Linked DNA regions of Mus musculus: region 1 is linked to region 2. Evidence: chromatin contacts called from public HiChIP or PLAC-seq data. All regions are on one chromosome and are shown on one strand. The core of a region is the stretch at or near the end of the contact, and the rest is flanking DNA. Distances in the headings are between cores, read along the strand shown.

Region 1 (6,087 bases), core at 245-2,744, 570 kb after region 2:
GAAGAGTGAAGGCCTGCTGGAGATGCATAGCCCATCCTTGGAGTCACATTAGGAACAAAAGCATCTGCAGTAAGGACCTAATTTATCATTGGAAAAGATAGCAAATATGTTATTAATGAAGGAATAAATCATTCTTGGGCAAGCAATGACTTCATTTTCTCTTGGGGGTGCTCAGTTTAATATTTTCCCTACAAACCATACCCTTGGGCAGTTCATGGGAATCGAGGAGAGAGGCCAGATGCATGCCTCTGCAAGCCTACAGCAGCACTGTTCTTAGGCAAAGCAATGCCTCTCTTCTCCCTGTCCTTCACAGAAGCCTGTCCACTGCCTTCTTCTGGACCTTTGGTGTCTTCTCATTGTCACAGGAGCTGTGTGAATATGGATGGACTCACACACTCATGGTGCATGGGCTTCCTAAAGCTGATCAATGAATCCTAGAAGCAGGAAAGAGCCAAGGTTGAGAAGCAAGGGACCATGGGAAGAGAAGGAAGAATGATGAAGGTAATTGGGACAAGAAAGTAGGTGCCACAGGAAGTTCCTCCACCAAAAGGAGCCATAGAGAGAACAAATGAGTCACAGTGAAATGACTCCCAAGGACCTGGCAGCAAGGACAAGAGAATGAGACTGAGAAGGACAAAGGGACAAGCCTGGTCACCCTCGCTCATCCGGAGTCAGCTGTGCTCCTTTGGAAAAATCACACAGCTTCTCTGGGCCTCTACCCACTTGCATATAAGTCAGGGATACTGATCACCCACCACAGAGCTGAAATGAAGACTGAATGAGATAGTATAAGTGAATCCCAAAACCCTGTATAAATGTCAGCCACTATGGTCATTGTGGGTTTTATTCATTTCTTCATCTATGTTTTGCGATTCTTCACACACTCGAACTCTAAAACAGCGACACAAAGGTGAGTGAGGTAAAAATAACAAGACAAAACCCAGCCATCTAAAGATTCTAAATCTAGAGGGGCAGACCTGAGGAAATACAGTGGTTACAATACAGTATGAGGTCCGGCTGGGAAAGCAGCCAGTCTAGGCTGGGTCACATTACTATGTGGGGAGGGCCAGCAGGCAGCATGGATGGCACAGACCTGACCGCTGAGGCTGCCTCCCAGCCAAAGAGGAGGGCAGAACTTGACTTATGGGCTTTGGAAAGACCCATGGGAAGAATGTGGACTTCACCCTAAGAGGGGCATGCCTACACAGCCTCCCTGTGCACAGAGGCACAATCCAGAAGTTTCTACGTTCTTTTCCATGTTCCCTGGGTCCTTGAAGAAATCATGCCCGTGAGCTTTTGGCATTCACTTTACTGTTCTTCAAAGAAAGCCTAACCCAGCCCCCGGAGTCCAGTCGTCTGCAGTGGGAACACTTGCAGACACGGTAGCATAGCGGTCAAATACAAACTCCTTGGGTAATTTCGCAGCCATGACCTGGCCTCCCGATTCCTTGGCTGGCCTCGGGTCACTTGTCCTCAAACACTCAGGGATCCACAGTACCAAACCAAACACGCCACGCCAAGCCACTCCATGACTCCTCGTTGTATTTACATTTCTCTGGTATGCCTGGCATGTGTCTCACTTTTTTTTCCTCCCTGCTGAACTCTTTGATCTTAAAATCCAGCCCAAGAATGAATGGCTTCCTTTGTGAAAACCTAAACAGTCACTTGCTCTTCCTCATATACAGATGCTAGCTTACAATGTATGTGTGTGCGCACACACACACACACACACACACACACACACTCCTATTCTCTCCTCTATAGTACTACCTCTTTTGCATAATTCTGTCACTGTCTATATCATATTGTGTAGGTCCTCTATTTTAACACCACTCCCTGTCTAGCTAGTACCAGACTCTGCAACATGCCGTTCAAGTGGATAAACCTATTCATCCGCTTGTTATTTTTATCTGTGAAAAAAGCATGCTATGTGCTCTCCCTGTACTTAAGTCCAGGATAATCTCCCATTCTCCTATGGGAAGACAAAAGATGCTTAATTAGGGGAAACCCAAGGTAACATAAGAAGGCATTCCTGGACTTTGATCCTATGGTGAAAGACGCAGGTCCCATTGACTAATTTCAGGCATGGTGTATGCAGTTGCGACATTTCAGGGCACTGAGCTCCTGTGCTGTCAGGGTGATCCTTCAGCTCTGTGAAAGATCATCATAAAAAGGGTGTCAGGTGTGTCCCTGCCTTCCTGCCACGTGATGCCAAGGTCACATTGAATAAAGAACAGCAGGAAGTATGCCTCATGCTGACCAAAGCCAGGAATTCTCAAACGTGAATATACATTGGAGCTAACTGAGGACTTGTTAAAACACAGGCGGCTGAGCCCCACCCTGAAGTGACTGATTCAGAGGGTCTGAGGTGGGGCCTGAGAACCTGCGCTCCTATAGGTTCCCAGGGGCTACTAATGCCAATGGCCCCCACATCTTGAGAACCACTGATCTGTGGAGTCCTAACATCTTTCTATACTTGTAAATTAAAAATATAGACATCCTTGGCTACCTGATCCTGCTGCCAGTCAAACATGGTCAGATCTGATCTTGGAATCTGAACACAGATCCTATGGCTCTGCCTTCCCATGATGTGACAACTGGCAAGTCACAGAACTTCAGAGCACCTAAGCTTCTTCTACAAAAGACAGCACTTACTGACCTATCACTGCCTACCCTCAAAGGTTTCTTGTGTAGGTATAGTGGGGAAAGGATAAATGAATGTCCTGCAGCTTAAAGGCACTGAAAGAACAAGAAATCAGACCAAAAGATGGCAGGTGTGTGCAAAGGATGCAGAGGAATTTTAAGGTGTACAGGGCAGTAGACAGTAACTCAAAGAGTTCAGATCCCCATTTCTCAACAAATCAGAAATACTTACCATTAACAGGTAAGTAGAAAGGAGGGGAGGAGAAGGGGAGAGGGAGGGAAAGGAGAAGGAGGAGGGAGAAAAGAAGAAGAGAAGAGAAAAAAGATTAAGACCAGTTCCCTCCTTACTGGGCAGCTGGGCATGCTGAATGAAATGATGCAGTTAAGTCTTTGGTAGACTAACTGGTACATCACAAGTCTTCATCGTCATGGAAATGTCAAAGGATTCCTCTCCTCTTCCCAATCCTGTCCACTTTACATGTCATGAACACTGTTCTTTTTAACACTATTTACTTATTCTTGAAGAATTCCATGTTTGTGCACCATGTATTTTGATAACTACCATCCACTGCCCCTCCAACACCCCCTAGATCCTTCCACCAAGTGCTCCTCCCAAGGACATGGTCTCTTTTGTTTTCTTTGTGTAATCCATCGAGTCCACTTAGTGCTACCCTAGACGCATGAGGGAGGTCCCGGCACAGGAGAGTGGCTCTTCCTGTTCTCACAACCTCTGACGGAAGACACCGAATGCAGCCCCCTAAGTCGTCATCCCAAGTTGTCCCTGCTTCAGTCTCCTCAAGAGGAACATGGCTAAGATCCTAAGGTATTAGAAGTGAGAGGCTAACAAAGGTCTCACAGCAACATAAAGCAGTAGAAGAGCCCAACCCAGGAGAAACCCTCTGCTAGTTAGTTATTTCCACGGGTTGGGGATCCACTGCCTGGAATACTCCACTCCTATTCCAAGATTATGGACCAGCAAGGATTGCAATCAAATTTGGTTTTCAAATGACAGCCACACCACCAACAAATCTAGCAAGATAACTAGGGTGAGGCGATTCCTGTGTTAGGTGAGGTAATCTCTATATCTATCTATATCTTGATATCTATTTGTGGTTCTGTGACTTGCTTATTTATGCCGTGGACCAGTTCAGCTGTGGTATTTGTCTTTTTTCTTTTGATTTATGAAAATTCTTTACATATTAAGAATTTCGATTATTTTCTGAGTCCTGAATATTGAGAATATTTTCCTAGGACAATAGCTTCCCCATCCCTCTTTTTTCCTTGGGTATGTGGATAAACTTTTGAGACAAGAACTCATGAGTGTAGTCCAGGGTGGTCTTAGATTTGTGGGCTTCCTGCCTCTGTCTCCTGGGTGCTGAGATTACAGTGGCAAGCTGACGTGCCTGCCTTTGATATTCAATGATGTGTGTGTCTGTGTGTGTGTATATATATATATGTATGTGTGTGTGTGTGTGTGTGTGCGTGTGTTTTGTGCATGTGTACATGTATGTGTTCATGTATGCGCGTGTACACATCTAGAGTACATGGGAAGGCCAGAGGATAACCTTGGATATCATTTCTTGTCGACCTTTTATCTGAAGCAGATTCTCACTAGCCTGGAACTCACTAAGTAGACTAGGCTGACGAGTGGGCCCAGGACTCTGACTGCCTACAATCCATCAACAGTGATATTACATGTTTTATTACATAGGTTCTGGGTATCGAATTCAGATCCCATGTTTGCATGCCATGCTCTTTACTGGCTGAATCACTTTTGTAGTTCCATTGATGTTTCATTATGTATGATGTACTTTTGTTTATAAATTGTAACACATTTCAATCTTTTTAAAGCCTGATAGTTTATTTGCATAGAAAGTTTTTATCTACCTATTATCAATTGACTATATTATCTATTTTCTTCTAGAAAGAAAATTGCCTAATGCTTATATCAGTCATATTGCTTAATGGGTGATATAAACATAAACTAACTTATCTGATATGCACTTGGATGGAAGTTGGAGTCGATTTTTTTTCCCCTAAATGATAGTTGACTATACCAAAATTGTTTCTAACACATCCTCTTTCCTCTTGATTTGCATGCTGCCCGAGGTATAAAGCAAGTTACTGTGGCAGTCACTGGCTTCTTGAGCTCCTCTTGGGCCTTATTCACTACCCAGTTACTCGTACACATCCAGTTGCTGGATGGAGCCAGACCACCATGAACAGAATCCCTAAGCCACAGACAGAGTCTGAGCCGCAAACCAGGTCGAGCAAGGACCTAGTTTTGAACTGGATATGAATTGAGATTTTGGGGTAGCCTGGGCTTTGAACATTTGAGAATAAGACAGGTTTCATGATCAAAGGTGATTAGAAAATAATGAGGGGGTGTTACCTAGAGGGGGTTCCCCTTCTCAAAGGAGAAGGGGGGAGAAAATGGGGCAGGGTGGGGGAGATTATGTGGGAGGAGAGGGGAGTACTACTGGGATAGAAAGTGAATAAATAAAAAAGAGAAAAGAATGAGACCACCCCACTATTACTGGGACTGAGGGACACAGCGTTAATGAGCATCCACGGAGGTCTTGGTGGAAGAACAAAACTCTCCTAAGGGTACCAGCTGCTCAGCTGTTCTGTCACGCAGTGCAGAGGCTGGAGAGACAACTTAAGGACAGACCCAGGAAGGCACCAAACTTCCCTTGGAAACACAGGGGACTTACATAATGCTTCTGAGCACACAAGAAAGGCACTTAATCCTCCGAAATCAGAGGCCAGCTCCTGGCAGTCTGAGACAGAGGACAGAATTCCTGCCTTGAGGGTCCTCACCTGCAGAGGGTCTATATTGTCATGTGTCTTTCTTTAAACAGTGCCCAAAATGCCCATGAAGCACAAGTTTACACAGCTGTGCTCAGGTCATTTTCCTTCAAAAGGGGACCTGACATATGTCTCCTTTAGCTATGGCACAAACAAAAAAAAAAAAAAAAAAAAAAAAAAAAAGAAGAAGAAGAAGAAGAAGAAGAAGAAAAATCTATATCTCACACTGCTAGAAAACCCAGAAATCCAGAGCTGGTTTCCAACCAGGCCTGTGAGAAGCAGAGAATATTCTGGGCTGGGAAAAGAGGAATTGTGGATCATAGAGATGCTGAGGAGGGTTGAGCTAAAAAAAAAAAAAAATTAAGCAAAGCATAGCTACTGGAGGCACACACTCAGCTCAAGGCAAGGCCCCAAGGGGAACAAACATTCTCTGTGCCATAAAGGACAGAGGATGGCAGAAGAGACATTTGGAAGGCAGCCAGAGCACCTGCCACCATGTGACACATGTAGGAATAAGAGACTTCCCCGGAGGCTACCAGATCCTAGGTGGGACTAAGGCTCAAACTTTGAAAAAGGTCTAGGAGACCAAATGTTTAGTTGGAATATAAGTGTGGCACCAAATGAAGACCTCCAAGA
Region 2 (6,169 bases), core at 91-2,590:
CCTATGTAGACCCCATTCTTCTCAGGACAAAGCCCAGGTCTGACTAGATCTGAGCAACACGACCCGTGGTGGCTTTCTGAAACGTTTCTCTCATGGCTCTTTTAACTCCAAGTTCAGACCAACCACCAAGATGTCTTTCATTGTACAGGCCTTTGTTCCTGTTTCTTGGTGTGGCTTTTCATATAGGCTTCCTTCTTCATGTAGTACTCCTCTGACCTTTTTTCCCCAATCTGTTATTCTCTTCTTTTTGGCCATCACATCTGTAAGGAACCCATTCTGATCTTCCCTACCCATGATTGGAGATGACTTTTTTTTTCTGCTCTGTGTCAATGTATTCCCTATTTTATGTTAATTACTCTTTCCATCACTGTGATGAAACAGCTGACATAAACAAGGCATAGGGTAGGAGATGTTTATTTTGACCACAGTTCTAATATGACAGAGAGGCTTTTGAGTGTGTTGATGGGAATGTGTTAGCTGCTGCACCTTCCTATGACAGTAGACAGGAAGTAAAGAGATACTGGTAACCAAGGTAACTACAACCTTCAAGGACTGACTCCTTGTGAAACATCCCCACTAGCTTAGCCTCATACCCAAAGGTCCTACAACTTCTTAAAACAATGTCACTAGGAGCAGACCCAGTGTTCAAACACAAGATCTTGTGGATGACATTTCAAAATCAAACCATAAATTTCCTTTACCACTCTTCTAAGCATCCTGTGATATGATTGACTTGTTATTGGCAGTGGGGATATTAATAATTTCTTATAATTGAAGCTCTCTGGATCCCCTGGTAAATGTGCTATGAAGACACTTCCTGTACTTAGGATTTCTACACCTTGGCTTTGATCTCCAGACTTATCTGATTTTACTAAGGGCAGGCTGGAAACATTGAAAAGCTGAGCAGCTCAATCAACAAAGCAAAAGAACTGGTAAATACATAGTTTACCTTCTTTACCCTAGTGCCTACCGCATTTCTAAGATATGCTAGACAAGGCTCCAGTGAATTGGAGCCTTCTGTGAGCACAGGAATTCTCTCCACACGAACATACCCTTAGTTTATCGTTTTGTCTTTCCCACTTTCCATTCTAAACCCCCTTACAGCTTCACACATCCTTTTCCAACAACTTTCACACATGTCCCTTCTCTGAGGGTCTGACTCCATAGCAGGTACCTGCCCCCAGGTGCACTCATTTACTTAGCATTTACTACAAGCTGTTGGCCAGGCCAAGCTTTTTGTTTGGATTAAATATATTAGTTCTCTTAGCAACACAATGAGATAGGTACTAATCCATAAAAGTGAGGTAATAGTGCTTAGTCATAGGACTGTTCTGGGGATTAAATGGGGTAACATGGGTAAAGAGCTTAGCGTGTGGTAAGACTGGGGGAGAAGATAGACATGAAGGGCTTAGTGAAGGCCTCAGTGCTGGTCTCTATGACCAATCAATTGCCCAAGATCACTTGAATGCTAAGTATTGGATTTTTACAGAGTTCTGATAAATTCTAGAGTGTTCAGTCATCATCCAATAAGGGTATTTCAGTTATTTTTCACAGCAGACTATAAGGTATTTAAGAGTAAGAACTACACTTAATATATTCAGCTTTATTTCCAGAATCTAACATTCAGATGATAGAAAGAAAAGAAACTTGTATTGAAAACATCTATCTTTTGGCTCCTGCTACACATTCACTTTGTATTACTCATTCTTATAAAACTTTGTTCTGTGATCCATTAAAATAAACCGAAAATTCCTATCTGAAAACAATATGTTGGTTTTTTTCCCCTGTTTAGGATAGCTTGCTTGTTTCATAGACAGAAGTACCTGGCTTTATATTTTTCTCACATATAAAAGAAGCAAAGATCACATTCCCTATCATTGCTATTGTCTGTTACACAGCAAATCACCTTGAAATTGAATAGCTAAAGACAACACACACACTTATGAACTCATATGGTTTCTGAATTCAGATAGCTGTTGCATGGATCTGGCTGTTCAGCTCAGAGTGGGGGCAGGCAGTGGTCAAGTTGTCTCGCTGGGTTGCATTCAGAAGGTTTGACTGAGGCTGCAGGTTCATTTGTAAGCTCTTTATACCACTGCTGATAATGACTCTTAGCTCCTTCTCAAGCAAATCTGCCATAAAATGGTAGTTACCTTTTCTGAGTCAAAAGGAGAGGAACAGAGAGAGAGAGAGAGAGGTGCCCAAGATGAAAGTCATAAACCTGTTGTGACTTAGTCTCCGAAGAGACATGTGATCACTTTGACCATGTTTGTAGATGGTCAGAAGAGTCTATAAACAATTGTTTTGGAATGGTTGTTAAACTTTGGATAATCTATCTGATTTTTCAACCCTGATGCAAGAGGAAAAGATCAAACAAGACTGTCAATACCAGCGGGCAAGCTCTCAGGAGAGGGTTTTGGATGCAGTGCAATACTTCACATACTAAGGTACAATGAGGGGTTTTTGTGCCTTAGCATCAAGTTTTTCCTCAAATGTATTAAATCTATTTTATGGACTCAAGACTGGATAATCAAGTTTTGAACGTAAAGAACATAGTTTGCCAGGCAAGATTTAACAATCACTCCAAGACAATTGTCCCTAAATAAATATGGCTATTGAAATTCATATCCTGCTGAAGACCAAGCCAGCAATACTGGGGACAGCCATCTGCAGAGCACTCCATTTTATTTTCTGGTTTGAATAATAGCTTACTGTGTATTTTATTAATCTTAACAGTTCCATGGCATATATACTTTCTACATGAGAACAATGAACTTTACAGAGTCATTTGTCAAAGGACACAAAACCTACCAGTGATAAAATCAGGATTCAAACCTGGAACTCAAGATTCCAAATCCCATTTTTAAAAAATATCTTTTACTACATAGTGGCAAGTTACTCATGTTATTAACTAAAATAAGAATTATTGCTGTTGTTGTCTCTTGCTGCAACTTCTATATTCATGAACAGCAGTTTCCTTAGAGTACTCCTGTTGTTGTGCATGTGTATGGGATATGTATGTGAATGCAAATGTGTATGGATACACATGCTATAGCATACATGTATAAAGAGCAGCAAAAGACTCTTCTTCTATTCTCAGCCTCATTTGTTGCTGTTGCTTTGTTATTTTGAGACAGGCTTACTACATAGCCTTATCCTGGACCTTGATATATAGACCAGGTTGGTCTAGAACTCATTTTTAATGTAAGTAATCTCACTGAATCTAGTACTCACTGATTGGCTAGACTGCCTAGTCAGAAGTCCAGGGATTTGTTTGTCTCCATTGTCTCAGTGAGGGGATTGCCCACTGCCATACCCAGCTTTCCAACACCGGTAAAAGGGATTCGAATTCAAGGCCTCAAGCTTGTACAGGAAGCTTGTTACTCAGTGAGCTGTCTCCTAGCTTTTCCTCATGGTTCTTTTGTATGTAACTGTCAATGAAAACGATCTGCCACTCATAGAATATGTCTAGTCATTACGAGTCAGAAAACCCTGAAATTGCAATGGTAAGTTATTTGAATTTTAAAGCATGGCTGGTCCATACTGCCTGGTCCCCTTTATGAAAAGGATAAGATAAACCATTTAGAAAACATATTCCTTGTAGTCTGTGGTGTCAATGGCTGGTAAGGCTTGTACACGTAAACACTGTGGGCTTTTAACCAGCAAGGTATGCATACAAAACCAACACTAAGCCCCAGGAGTCCATCGTGACAGAACTGGGCCTTCTATGTACATGAGCCATGATGAGAGTTTGATGTTGCCATGTAAAGAGAGACCACCACTCAGCCACCTAACTGCAGGAGAAAAGGGACAAGACCATGAATGTCTCGGATGCTAGGCTAGGCCAGGGAAATTACAATGCCTGTACCATCATAGCCGGCCTCTGCTGAATTCTGGCTCATTGTTGTCATAGCTTTCACCTGCAACCTACTGAAGTGGCACTGGAGGGGCAAGCCTTATCCCCATCTGATGGATGAGGACACCATGACTCAGAGAGGTGAGCGATGTGACCAAAGTCTAACAGCAAAAGTAACCATAGTGTACTGATTTCTAAGCTATTAATTAACTTTCCAACTGTTTGCCCATAAGGAACTGCCTTCTGCGGTTAGAACCCATTCCTAAGTCTCTGGTTACCACTCACCACTCACTTACTTTGCAAAACTCACCTAAAGGTACTCTGCCCACGCATCCTTCTGAGTCTGTGCCCTTTCTTTGGAAGCTTGCCCTCTTCCTCTCTTAAGTGAAGGGGAGGTCTCCCAGTATTGCAACTCTTCCATGACAACTGAACAAGCTCTGAGAATCCTTAAAGAATGTGATGTGTCAGAGCCAAGGGACAGTGTGGAAGGACTGACTTAGGGAAGAGGGGGATGAAAACTGGGTTGTAGCAGCCAGCTGTCCTTCCCAATTCTCTTCTGTTGAACCTGTCCTTTATATGGGTTCTCAAAGAACCTAAAGGAGATCCTTGCTAGAAGGAGGTGCTTTGTGTCCTAGAAGCAATGAGGAAGGGCACCCTGCTCTGGAGAACAGCCACTTCAGGCCTTGTCACACCAAGGCAGATGCTCAGTAGGGACTGGGTCTCCAGATCTCCCTTAAAATAGTTTTATGGGTTCAGGCATGATTATCTTGGGTAACATGAATCTTCACACCCAAATAAGGAGTGGGGAATTAACTAGTGTAAAAGAAAGTCAATACTTATACAAAGCAGAATTATAAATGAGACAGGAATTTAAAATGTAAGTCAACATTCTCAGGAAACAATGGATATTGGTAATAGGCTATGCAAGTAAAATATAAAAAACAATGAGGAAGTCATTTTAATATTAATGAATGCAATACGTAAAAGATACAAGGTATGGGGCAAAGTTGATGGAGAAAAATGGGACTGAAAACAGCAGGAGAAACATTCAGAGGGCTTTAGGTTCCTTCCCACAGCCATCATTAAGGAAGGAGGAAAACTATAAAGAAAATGATAAGTATGTAAAGAAACAGAATGGCCCAAGTTGAATGACAGTAGTTAGACAGGATTTTCTTCCACCTCAGTGGACCCTTCCTGCTCACTTCCTGGTAGGGCACAGTGCACTGGTTTCTATGGTTTGGAATCACAGTCTCAACTCTGACATCTGAATGAGTTCACTTCCGCCAGTGGATCACAATGCTGAATTTGGGTTCTAGTTCAGCCTTCCCCTTCCTCTGTCCTGGGTGGCTTTGCTCTGGAGCCTTCTGTGGAATGAAGGACATGGTTCAGTTTCCTTCTCTCTGAATTGCGTTTCCCCATCTGACTTTCATCTGAGTTCTTACTGTCAGTCCCCTGTTGGTTTGGATCCACCTGTGGTCTCTGGATGAAGAGGATGAAGGAGGAGAGAAAACAAGACACATGTGAAAAGTACACTACATCAGAAGTTGGCTGTATGCTCTCTAGATGATGCAAATGCTTAGAGCCAAGCTTTTTCCTTTTGAGTTCTTTGGAGGTTGCTTCTACACCCCTCCAACCTGGAGTCTTTGGATTCAGATGAATATAGCATTATATTGGCTGGTCCCTCTCAGCTCTTCCCACAGTCATAGGAGTCCAACAACCCTTGCCTCTCCATCTACCACTAGTTTCCTTCACCATCTCAAGATGATACCACTAAATAGGTTAATAGACCTATTCTACTTACCACATCTAACACCCTCCCTCGTACACACGCAGAGGCTGTCTCCTCCCACGCAGTCACAGAACCACAACTAAGCCATAGTAAATAGGAAGTTGCTGTTCTAGTAACTGGGGAGAGCAGATGGATGTCAAAGCAAACACATTCTGCTGGCTCTGGCCCAGAGCTCTTGCTGTCTCAGCCTTTGGATTTCCTGGAATGGGCTACATCAAGCCCAACAGCAACTGAAGTTGGGGAACTTGTTTCAAAGCTTTCCAAACAGTCTCAGTGATGCTCTCATCATTGTCTTGGGTGGAAAATAACTTAGTCCCAGAACAGTTCCCTCTTCACAGAATCATCACTCTCTTTATTCTTGAGAGGTTGAGAGAGTCAACTGACAGATTACAGCTTGTGCTTGCTGTGGCTGATTCCGAACGCTTGTGCCTCATGGTTTGGGGTGAGCTCTGGTCTTCTCTGTCTTGGTTTTATGATTTGTGAGATGTAAATAGAGCTTAGCCGTACAATTAATAAAAAGATTA

The links. HiChIP or PLAC-seq counts read pairs in DNA pulled down with a chosen protein or histone mark.
Region 1: a contact with region 2 is called in a FOXA1 HiChIP or PLAC-seq map of pancreatic cancer cells. The contact joins two enhancer-like sites. A contact is called at or near these places in 2 of 115 datasets of contacts at active chromatin or transcription factors (fibro-adipogenic progenitors and pancreatic cancer cells).

What each region holds. Positions count from the first base shown.
Region 1 is chr4:56,637,792-56,643,878 of GRCm38.p6, forward strand. All of the region lies in intron 6 of Gm34687 (a long non-coding RNA gene), which reads right to left. Among named protein-coding and RNA genes, the nearest start is that of Gm26144, 38 kb to the right of the region's middle. Within about 2 kb of position 1,495, at least 47 of the 459 cell types and tissues checked have an H3K27ac peak or open chromatin away from gene starts, as enhancers often do. A contact at or near this core is called in pancreatic cancer cells, where this site is marked.
Region 2 is chr4:56,065,076-56,071,244 of GRCm38.p6, forward strand. No RefSeq gene overlaps it. Among named protein-coding and RNA genes, the nearest start is that of Gm12519, 67 kb to the left of the region's middle. Within about 2 kb of position 1,341, at least 4 of the 459 cell types and tissues checked have an H3K27ac peak or open chromatin away from gene starts, as enhancers often do. A contact at or near this core is called in pancreatic cancer cells, where this site is marked.